Regions from separate parts of the Danio rerio genome. Here regions 2 and 3 are each linked to region 1. The links are chromatin contacts, called in public Hi-C maps. All regions are on one chromosome and are shown on one strand. Each heading gives the region's core, a stretch centred on a gene start, on an enhancer-like site or on the middle of the called end of the contact. The rest is flanking DNA. Distances are from core to core; before and after follow the strand shown.

Region 1 (2,964 bases), core at 320-2,819:
ATAACAATTAGTTGTAAAATCCATTTCTGATTTCTGAGCATTTTGTTTTTTTTTAGTTTAGTTTGGTTTACTCTGACCCATCAGAAGTATGAATTACAAATTAATATGATATTTACATGGCAGTTGTGCCTTGTTTATATTTTGTTTTTGCCTACAGGAAATGAATTATAAAAATGTACAGCATTTGCAATTACATTTCTGTAATCTGTTAACAAAATATAGTTGTTTCCAAGCAACACAGCTTTGTCACTGTCAATGTCAATTTTGTTTATATAGCACTATTAAACACAAGAAAAGGTTGACCATTGTGGTGCACATTACAAATAACAAAGAGGAAGACTATACAATTTCAACTAAAACACACAATTCTCACTGATAAAATGCCAAATCAAAAAGGTACGTTGTTAGCCAGGGGCGGACTTTACCAATAAGCAAGGTGAGCAGCCTTAGGGCTCCAGGGAAATTGGGGGCCCCCACCGATGACGAGGTCTTTTAAATGTTTTATATCATTCTAAAATCTGCCTATAATCATTAGGATTTTAACGTTGTTACTTCTTTTATAAACCGTGGACCACAATGGATAGTGGAACGTTCCTTCTATACTAAACATGCAAATATAAATATCTAACCACCAGTACGGTTAACTAACTGTAGTTTGTAAACTTGTTTTTAATTTGTGAATTTATTGTATTCCATTTTACATTAAGAAGGTTTCACTTATAAAAAAAAAAAAAAAAAAAACTGAATCAAGAGAGAAAAAATATCTATAGAAAAAGAAGATGTTTTGAGTTTCAACGCTGGGGCTCCATATCTGGAATTGCTTAGGGCCCTGAAATCACTAAGTCCACCCTTGTTTTCAACCTAAATTTAAAAACAGACAGAGATGATATAGATCTAATACAGAGGGGCAGAGCATTACATTTGATGGGGATACATTTGATGATCGAAGAGGCTAATGTTCAGTCAACAGATATTACAGATAAGAAGGTGCCAAGCCATTTTGTGATTTAAAAACCAAGAGAGGAATTTTAAAAGTGACACAGGCAACCGGTGCAAAGAGTGTAAGACTGTGTGATATAGTCATGTTTTTTGATACCAGTTAAACGCCTTGCAGCAGCATTTTGAACTAATTGTAAACGGGATAGAGCTGTCTGACTAATCCCGAAATATATTGAGTTATAGTAGTCCAACCTAGAAGTAATAAAAGCATGAATTATTTTTTCATATTTCTTTATAGATCGAATAGGCTTGACTGTTTTTGAGCTTTATGAGTGCAGTAGTTTTTTTTAAAATTGTTATTCATCTGATGCCCACACGGTGGTGCTGCTCTCCAAGATTACTCATTTAACTACAGAAAAATAAAAATCAGAAAGACTGACCGACAAACCAAAGTCTAATCTTTTTTCCGATTGACCTCTGGCCTCGTGTGATATATACCAGAGAGTCGGTGAGTGCTCCATGAATTTTCAATCTTCTCTGAGTGGATTCTCACCATATGTTGGGCCGGGCATCTGGCCATGCGGGTTAAAATGCTCCATTGAGCTAAACAAACTGAGCTTCTTCTGCGCACACAAACCCCTTGTAGGAGGACAATGAGGCTGCATGAGCTCGCTGTTCTGGATCAAGACTCTCGAGCACACATGAACAGTCACGGCTCATCAGCCAACCTCTGGAGAGAGAGAGAAAATACTAGCAGATACTTTAGAGAAATGCTGATACTAAACAAATAAAACTAAATAACCTACTCTCACAACAGTAGATGGGTAATTGATCTTAAAATATTTATGCTACATAAGTATATAATATAATGTAAGAATGTGTTTTTACAGTATTTATTAGATTTGTTTTTGTTCATTTCACCAATTCGAAACATTTAAATTTGGTTGAGTGACACATAAATGTGACCCAGGACCACAAGACCAGTCATGACTGAAAATTTTTGGAAATGACTGAAACATTTTTGATAGGCCTACACCACACAGTGAATCCATAGTCTTTCCTTTGACTGATGTAGGGTTTGTTAGGACAGCACTTGCACTGTAAAAATTGTTTTTGCATTGTTAAAAAATGCTGGGTTTCACACAAGTCCATCCTGAGTTCCCAGTGCAGATCGATTAACTACATTGTTTTTACAAATTTAAAGGTTTGCAATGCAGCTATAATTCAAAAAATCTAAAGCTTAAGTCCCCATATATATTAAGTCCCTATATATATATATATATATATATATATATATATATATATATATATATATATATATATATATATATATATATATATATATATATATATATATACATGTATATATGTATATATACACACACACACACACACATATATATATATATATATATATATATATATATATATATATATATATATATATATATATATATGTGTGTGTGTGTGTGTGTGTGTATGTATGTATGTATGTATGTATGTATGTATGTATGTATGTATGTATGTATGTGTATATATATATATATATATATATATATATATATATATATATATATATATATATATATATATATATATATATATATATATATTTATTTATTTATTTATTTCTACAGTAGTTTCTCAAAATGAATAGGGAACATTGTCAGAATGTCCCGTTTGTTATGAAATGTCAGTCAAGTGTTTATTAGTAATACTTTTATTTTTGGTCTTCCAGTCTTTGTTTATATCTTTAAATATTTTATTTATTTTATCCTACATTTCTCCACTTAAATGGCTGAATGTGAGTAAAACCTTAAATTATGGTGAGCTGCCCGTGAAGTTTTTGCTCAAGAAACCAAACTGCCATCTTTAATATCGTCATGTCACAAAATTACACGCTTCTGCTTATGCACATTTGACATTCTGGCACATCTGGAAAGTTTATCGGTGACCTCAAGCAAAGTCTTTTGCAAAATCACAAGTATGACCTCTGCACATGACCCGATGTAAATTAAACAAACC
Region 2 (2,964 bases), core at 292-2,791, 400 kb after region 1:
GGCATATCTTACATCTTGTAAAAAGTGTAAAATATGTGCCCTTTAAGAATTTATTTTTCAGCTTTAGTGGTCAGTTCGTTTTTATGTTAGTTTATGCATTAATGCATGCATTACCTTATTGTAAAGTACTTATACTCAACAAGTCGGCTTTAAAAGATGAAGTCAATAATAGGAAATGTCATAAAAAGTCAACATTAAGAAATAATTATATATTTATTCATATATATTCTAGATGTATTGCTTTATATACATTTCAGAAATCGTTATATTTTGAATACTGAAAACAGTTACTTATTATTTTTGTGGAAACTCTGACATACTTATTTCAGCATTCTTTGATAAATAGAAAATTAGCAAATGATCAACATTTATTTGAAATAGAGGTATTTCATGACACCTTTGTTGTCCATTCTGATTAATTTGTTGCATTTTTGCTAAATTAAATAATTAAATTTTCAAAAATTCTACTGAACCAAACGTATAAAGATATCAGACATAAGAGTTTTAATTAGTTGACTATAAAGTGGAGTGAATATCAAAATATAAAGCCTATTTTGACTTTAGCCACTAACCAATCATATCAGTACTTTCCAGAACACCCTAGCAACACCCTGGCAACCACCCAGAACATGCTAACAGCTGTGTAGCAACAAAACCCACTCCCAGCATCAATCTCACTTTTTCTTCAATGAAAAATATGAAAGAAATCAGAGTGTCTGACGGAAACTAGATTTGGTTCCCTCACATGATGACGCTCCTTTCAGCCTTGAGATTTTCAGTCATCTTTAATCTTTAGAGAGACAAACGCAATCAGTAACTGAATGCAAACACATCCTCATAGGGACATATGAGACACACAAAAACAGTGAAAAAGAAAATGGGTTGTTTTGTACGGGAGAATTTGTAGTCATATCTCATAAAGTCTAATTGGCAGGAAAGCGTGCGCTTCATCAAGCGACGTTAGATAAGAGTAATTACAGTGCACGAAACGCTCGCATTACTATAGCTTTTCGCCGGGTGTTTTAACACCTCTGCCGTGCCGTGTGGCTCTGCTCTGCGTGGGCTGCTTTTCAGAGGGAGGCTACTTAATTTGTCCCCATCGGTTTGAGGAGGAACACAGCTGTTTCTGCTTGTGTGGTTTGCTTGTGCTTGTGGCCCCAGGTGTTGTGTGTGTGTGTGATTGTGTACATGTATCCTGAGGTGTTAAATCTTTAATGGGTTTGGTGGAGGGCTGTGGTGGGTTTTGAGTAAACAGATATATATATATATATATATATATATATATATATATATATATATATATATATATATATATATATATATATATATATATATATATATATATATATTTTTTTTTTTTTTTTTTTTTTTTTTTTTAAACCCAAGACTGCCCTGAGGTTTGTGTGCTGCTGAGATTAAAAATTGTTTTTTTGTTTTTTTTTCAGTGTAGTTTGTGTGTGTTTATGTGTGTGTGTGTGTGTGTGTGTGTGTGTATGTGTGTTTCTACACATGACCTTTCTCTGGGATATACTTTATTTGCTCTTGTTCCCTTTGCCCCAGCTGGTGTCTTCATGATGCTGATTTCACAATCACACATTTGCGTTCTGCTATCAAAGCCTCATGGGACATTCTTGTGTGCATCAATTTGGTTTTAATGAAATTAATGGATATTTTTGCATGTTCATTTACTTTTGTTGTTTCCACATTAAGACGGAAATATTTGCAGTGCAAAATGAACCGCTAAGGTGAGGTGCATTTGGTGTGTTAACTGCATTATATCATACCAAATCTCTATAGCTAGAGCACAAAACGATTAAAAATGGAGATTGGTTGGTCCTTATTAACCGACTTAAATGAGTACACTTATTTCTAGGGGGGTCGCCGGGTATTAATGACATCTGGGGTTTTGGACATTAGTGCCATATCATAATGCAAAGCTTTCAGGCCTTCCACTTTATCAGGATTATTAATTTGGTGATTAACACTGAGGTTGATGGAGTGTGTGTGCGTGCATCAGGGTGCGTGTGTGTGCGTGCATTCATTTTTTGTAACATCAGGACACACATGTGTATAATGAACTGGGCGAATTATGAAATATTGCTGGTGTTCATTCATTCATTTTTCTTTGGCTTAGTCCCTTTATTTATCAGGGGTCGCCACAATGGAATAAACCATTTATTTATCCAGCATATGTTTTACACAGTGGATTCCCCACTAGCTGCAAGCCAGTACTGGGAAACATCCATAAACACTCATTCACACACACTACGGCCAATTTAATTTATTTGATTTACCTATAGCGCATGTCTTTGGACTGTGGGGGAAACCGGAGCACCCGTAGGAAACCCACACAAACATAAGGAGAACATGCAAACTCCAAACAGAAATGCCAACTGTTTATTAGAAATGCCGGGACCAACCAGTGACCCAAAATTTTTAGAAGACTTAAATGATACAGAATTATTATTATTATCATTTTTTTTTTTCAGAAAGTAAAACTGACACTGTTGCCTGTAAGGGGTAGAGTTGGCTTAGAGCCATAGAAAATACAGTTTGTACAGTATAAACAACCATGTAAACCATTGGAGTGTCCTCACAATTCACAAAAAAACAAAGCTCTGTCTCTGTCAGTTTAATTCAATAATTACTTTTTTGGCATGACAAATGTATTGCCAAAACATTTATAAATTTTACATAAAAAAGAACATACAGATATAAAAACGTAGTAAACACAGTAAATACTAGTAGTAATAGAAAAAAAAACATACAAAAATGAAAATAATAATAATTATAATAATTATTATTATTATTATAAAAATAAAATTGAGAAAAAATTATCAAAATAAGCTATATTTAACAATCAACATTTTAGAATCTGTGTCTCTCTCTCTGTATAAATGCACATGTATGTGTGTGGGTACAGTATGTGTCTCTTTTTTACATGTGTTTATGTGTTTATGTGTG
Region 3 (2,964 bases), core at 205-2,704, 260 kb after region 1:
ATGCTTTATTTGAACTTTAAAATAATTAAGAGCAGTCATGAACAGATTGTTTTCTTAAATGAGCACAAGTTCTCTGCAGTTTTATCATTCACTGAATGTATAATGTTTCAGTACACTTTCAGTCAAATACAATTTATGCAATATGTCAAATCTTTAAACAGAAGTGGGGAAATTCTGTGGGAAATCGGCAAACCTGGCAACATTTGCTGGTTTGTAATGTTTATACTTGTATTACAAATCATTGGAATTTTTTTAATGGTTTCTATTATTCATTTTTATATATATTTTTATTATTTTTTTTTTTAAACACCACATGGAATTTAACAGAATAAAACAAGGCTGTGAGGTATACTCATAGGATTTGCAGTGCCAGGTTATTTTATTTAGTAGATGATTTTATCTAAAGTGATTTACAAGTGAGGATAAAGGAAACACTTCAAATCAACAGAGAGCAGTTAGTTAGTTTAGCAGTTTTTGTTGTTTGTTTTTTACTTGTCTGGTTGTTGTTTTTTTTACATACATGCACATAAATACAAAGACATACAAGCATGCATGCACATACACACACAAACATTTATGTTTTTATTTGGATTCACATGAATAAGCAAAACATTCAAAATCCAAACAATGGCAAGTGACAAAAATTCAAGAGCATTTCAAGAGCATCAAAAATTTTCTTACAGTTTATGTACATTTTTGACATTTAACATTTTAAAACTTAAAGATAGACAAAACATCTCCATCTCCATATTTCATGCTCCCTATAATGGCAGAAGCTGAATAGAATTTTGCAAGTATTTTTTGCTTAGACTAAAGATTAGAGCATTGAATGTACAGTGATTCTAGTGGCTGATATTTCAGCAATTTAAAGATGTAAGAAGAGTCTAAATACTAATCAAAACAGAGGTCAACCTCAACAACAAACAGTTTATTAATAATAAAGTGTCTGGAGCATATGGAGAGGAAATGAGTATGCTCTTATTTCTAATGGTCACTCTTCACACTTTCCAGCCTTGTTTTCACTAAAACAAAAATCTAAATGACACAACCCTGACTAAGCTGTACTAAAATTAAAGTTCAGAGTAACTTTGGTTGTATTGGTGTGCATTTCAATCACAAAAAACTCCCACGAAAACCAGTTTAAAATGCAGTAGCTCAATACTCTTTCCGTGTTACTAAAGCTTACAAACAGTTCTTTAGCACCAATGCATGCTTGTACACATGTATGTCTTTAATTTGCAATTTTCCTGTACCCACACTTTTTTTTTCTTTTTAATTCTTGAAGCACTTACTCCAATGTTTTTCTTCATACAGGTTTTGGAAGCTCATGCACCCAAACGCACATGAGACCTCAATTAGACCAACAATTAGGCAGTGCTTAAGGCCCATTACTGCGATTGGTGCACTGGTTGATGAGGAATAGCAGCCCCACTGGGAGGAAACACAGCTGCCCAGAGCCAGAGGGAGAATGAACAGAAAGAACAGAGCAAAAAGTCCCCAGGCTGGGTGAACATGACCCTTTTGAGGGGCCCACAGATTCCATTTTAAGGCCTGACAATGGGAATTAGATCAGAATAACTTAGAAAGTTTTCCAGTTTGTAAGAAAAAAAAACATGAGGGAAAGAAAAGTGGAAGAAAATGAGTAACAGTGTTACAAAAAAGGGTCCCTTTATTAACACATTTAGTTGTGAAATGTGCAAAATGAGTACAACAAGCACTAATAAAGGTTCTTAAGGCTGGTCAGGTTCATTTTGAAGTAACTGGAACAAGAGCAGATAAGTAGTGTGTGGAAACATATTGACCACTAGTCCCTCATGGTGGTATTTTTCATTCTGGAGCGGTAAAACATCAGCCTTGAGGCCTCGCCTGAGGGGTGTGTAGTTGAATTTAGTAGGAAAACACTCTCACAAGACAAATCATCTGATTTTGTTCCCATATCTCTGAAGGAACTGCACTGCACACCCTAGCATAATCTGACTTTGTTTTGAACTTCACTAAGCCAACATTTCAGAAACATCATTGTAACAACTGAGGAGAGATCGGACACAATTATTTGTTACATTTACCAAATAATATCTAAATACCCTTTTTCGATCCAACAAAATAAGGGCTATGCTGACTCCTAATGTAGTCAACATTTTAAATGGATCAAAAAACTTTATAAAGCTTTTCTAAAACAATTGATCAACATCCATTTTTGTCTTAGTACAATTTTGGAAAACTTCTTTTTAAATGTTGATTACTGTGTAGTTATTCTATGATCTGTTGAAATTCTTAACTCTGATTAGCTAGAAAGCATTTCATTAAATAATTTAATGCACAAAATCCAGCCATTTTTCTTCACAGGTATGCATGTCAAGTTATTCTATTGAATATAGATTGCTTTCCTCGAACATTAGTAGTAATCAACTCAGTGACAGTTGCGGGAGCCTCTATTTCTCTGTGCAACCTTGAGGAGGCCAACATATGCTTCACCAAAAGCCAATGGGGTTTACCTTACCTAAAAATTTGCTTCAAAATATTTCCAAAGAGACAGCAGACCCATGTTACGATGAGCTATTAGATATGCCTGTGCCATTTACATGCACATACATAATCTCTGTTGTGCAAGTGCTCCCTTTCTGTTTGCCTGTGACTGATTTAAAGTGAGGACTAGAAGATCTAACAAGTCATAACTTACAAAATTGGGGTCAAATATTAGATTAGATTAGATCTAAGCTTTTTAGTCATTATAGCACACGTGCTGCTGATCATGTGACAATAAAAATGATTAGATTAGATTAGATTAGATTAGATTAGATTAGATTCAACTTTATTGTCAATACACATGCAAGTACACTGAAAAAAGTGTTGCATGCAGAACTGTTGCAAACAATTTATTTGTGTTGAATTTAAACAAACAAAGTAAGGTTAATAATGTTCAACTTAATTTGTTTGTTTAAATTCAACACAAGTAAATCATTT

Evidence for each region. Hi-C and Micro-C count contacts between places; a contact is called where the count stands out from the background.
Region 2: a Hi-C map of embryo shows a contact between it and region 1, with 2.4 times the contacts expected there. The contact joins two enhancer-like sites. A contact is called at or near these places in 4 of 18 Hi-C or Micro-C datasets (caudal fin, embryo, hematopoietic stem cells and 1 more).
Region 3: a Hi-C map of embryo shows a contact between it and region 1, with 4 times the contacts expected there. The contact joins two enhancer-like sites. A contact is called at or near these places in 8 of 18 Hi-C or Micro-C datasets (caudal fin, embryo, hematopoietic stem cells and 1 more) and 1 of 4 datasets of contacts at active chromatin or transcription factors (caudal fin).

What each region holds. Positions count from the first base shown.
Region 1 is chr5:45,246,487-45,249,450 of GRCz12tu, forward strand. No RefSeq gene overlaps it. Among named protein-coding and RNA genes, the nearest start is that of tars1, 30 kb to the left of the region's middle. Within about 2 kb of position 1,570, at least 15 of the 62 cell types and tissues checked have an H3K27ac peak or open chromatin away from gene starts, as enhancers often do.
Region 2 is chr5:45,645,245-45,648,208 of GRCz12tu, forward strand. All of the region lies in intron 17 of dapk1 (death-associated protein kinase 1), which reads left to right. Among named protein-coding and RNA genes, the nearest start is that of ctsla, 42 kb to the right of the region's middle. Within about 2 kb of position 1,542, at least 7 of the 62 cell types and tissues checked have an H3K27ac peak or open chromatin away from gene starts, as enhancers often do.
Region 3 is chr5:45,509,632-45,512,595 of GRCz12tu, forward strand. No RefSeq gene overlaps it. Among named protein-coding and RNA genes, the nearest start is that of dapk1, 24 kb to the right of the region's middle. Within about 2 kb of position 1,455, at least 8 of the 62 cell types and tissues checked have an H3K27ac peak or open chromatin away from gene starts, as enhancers often do.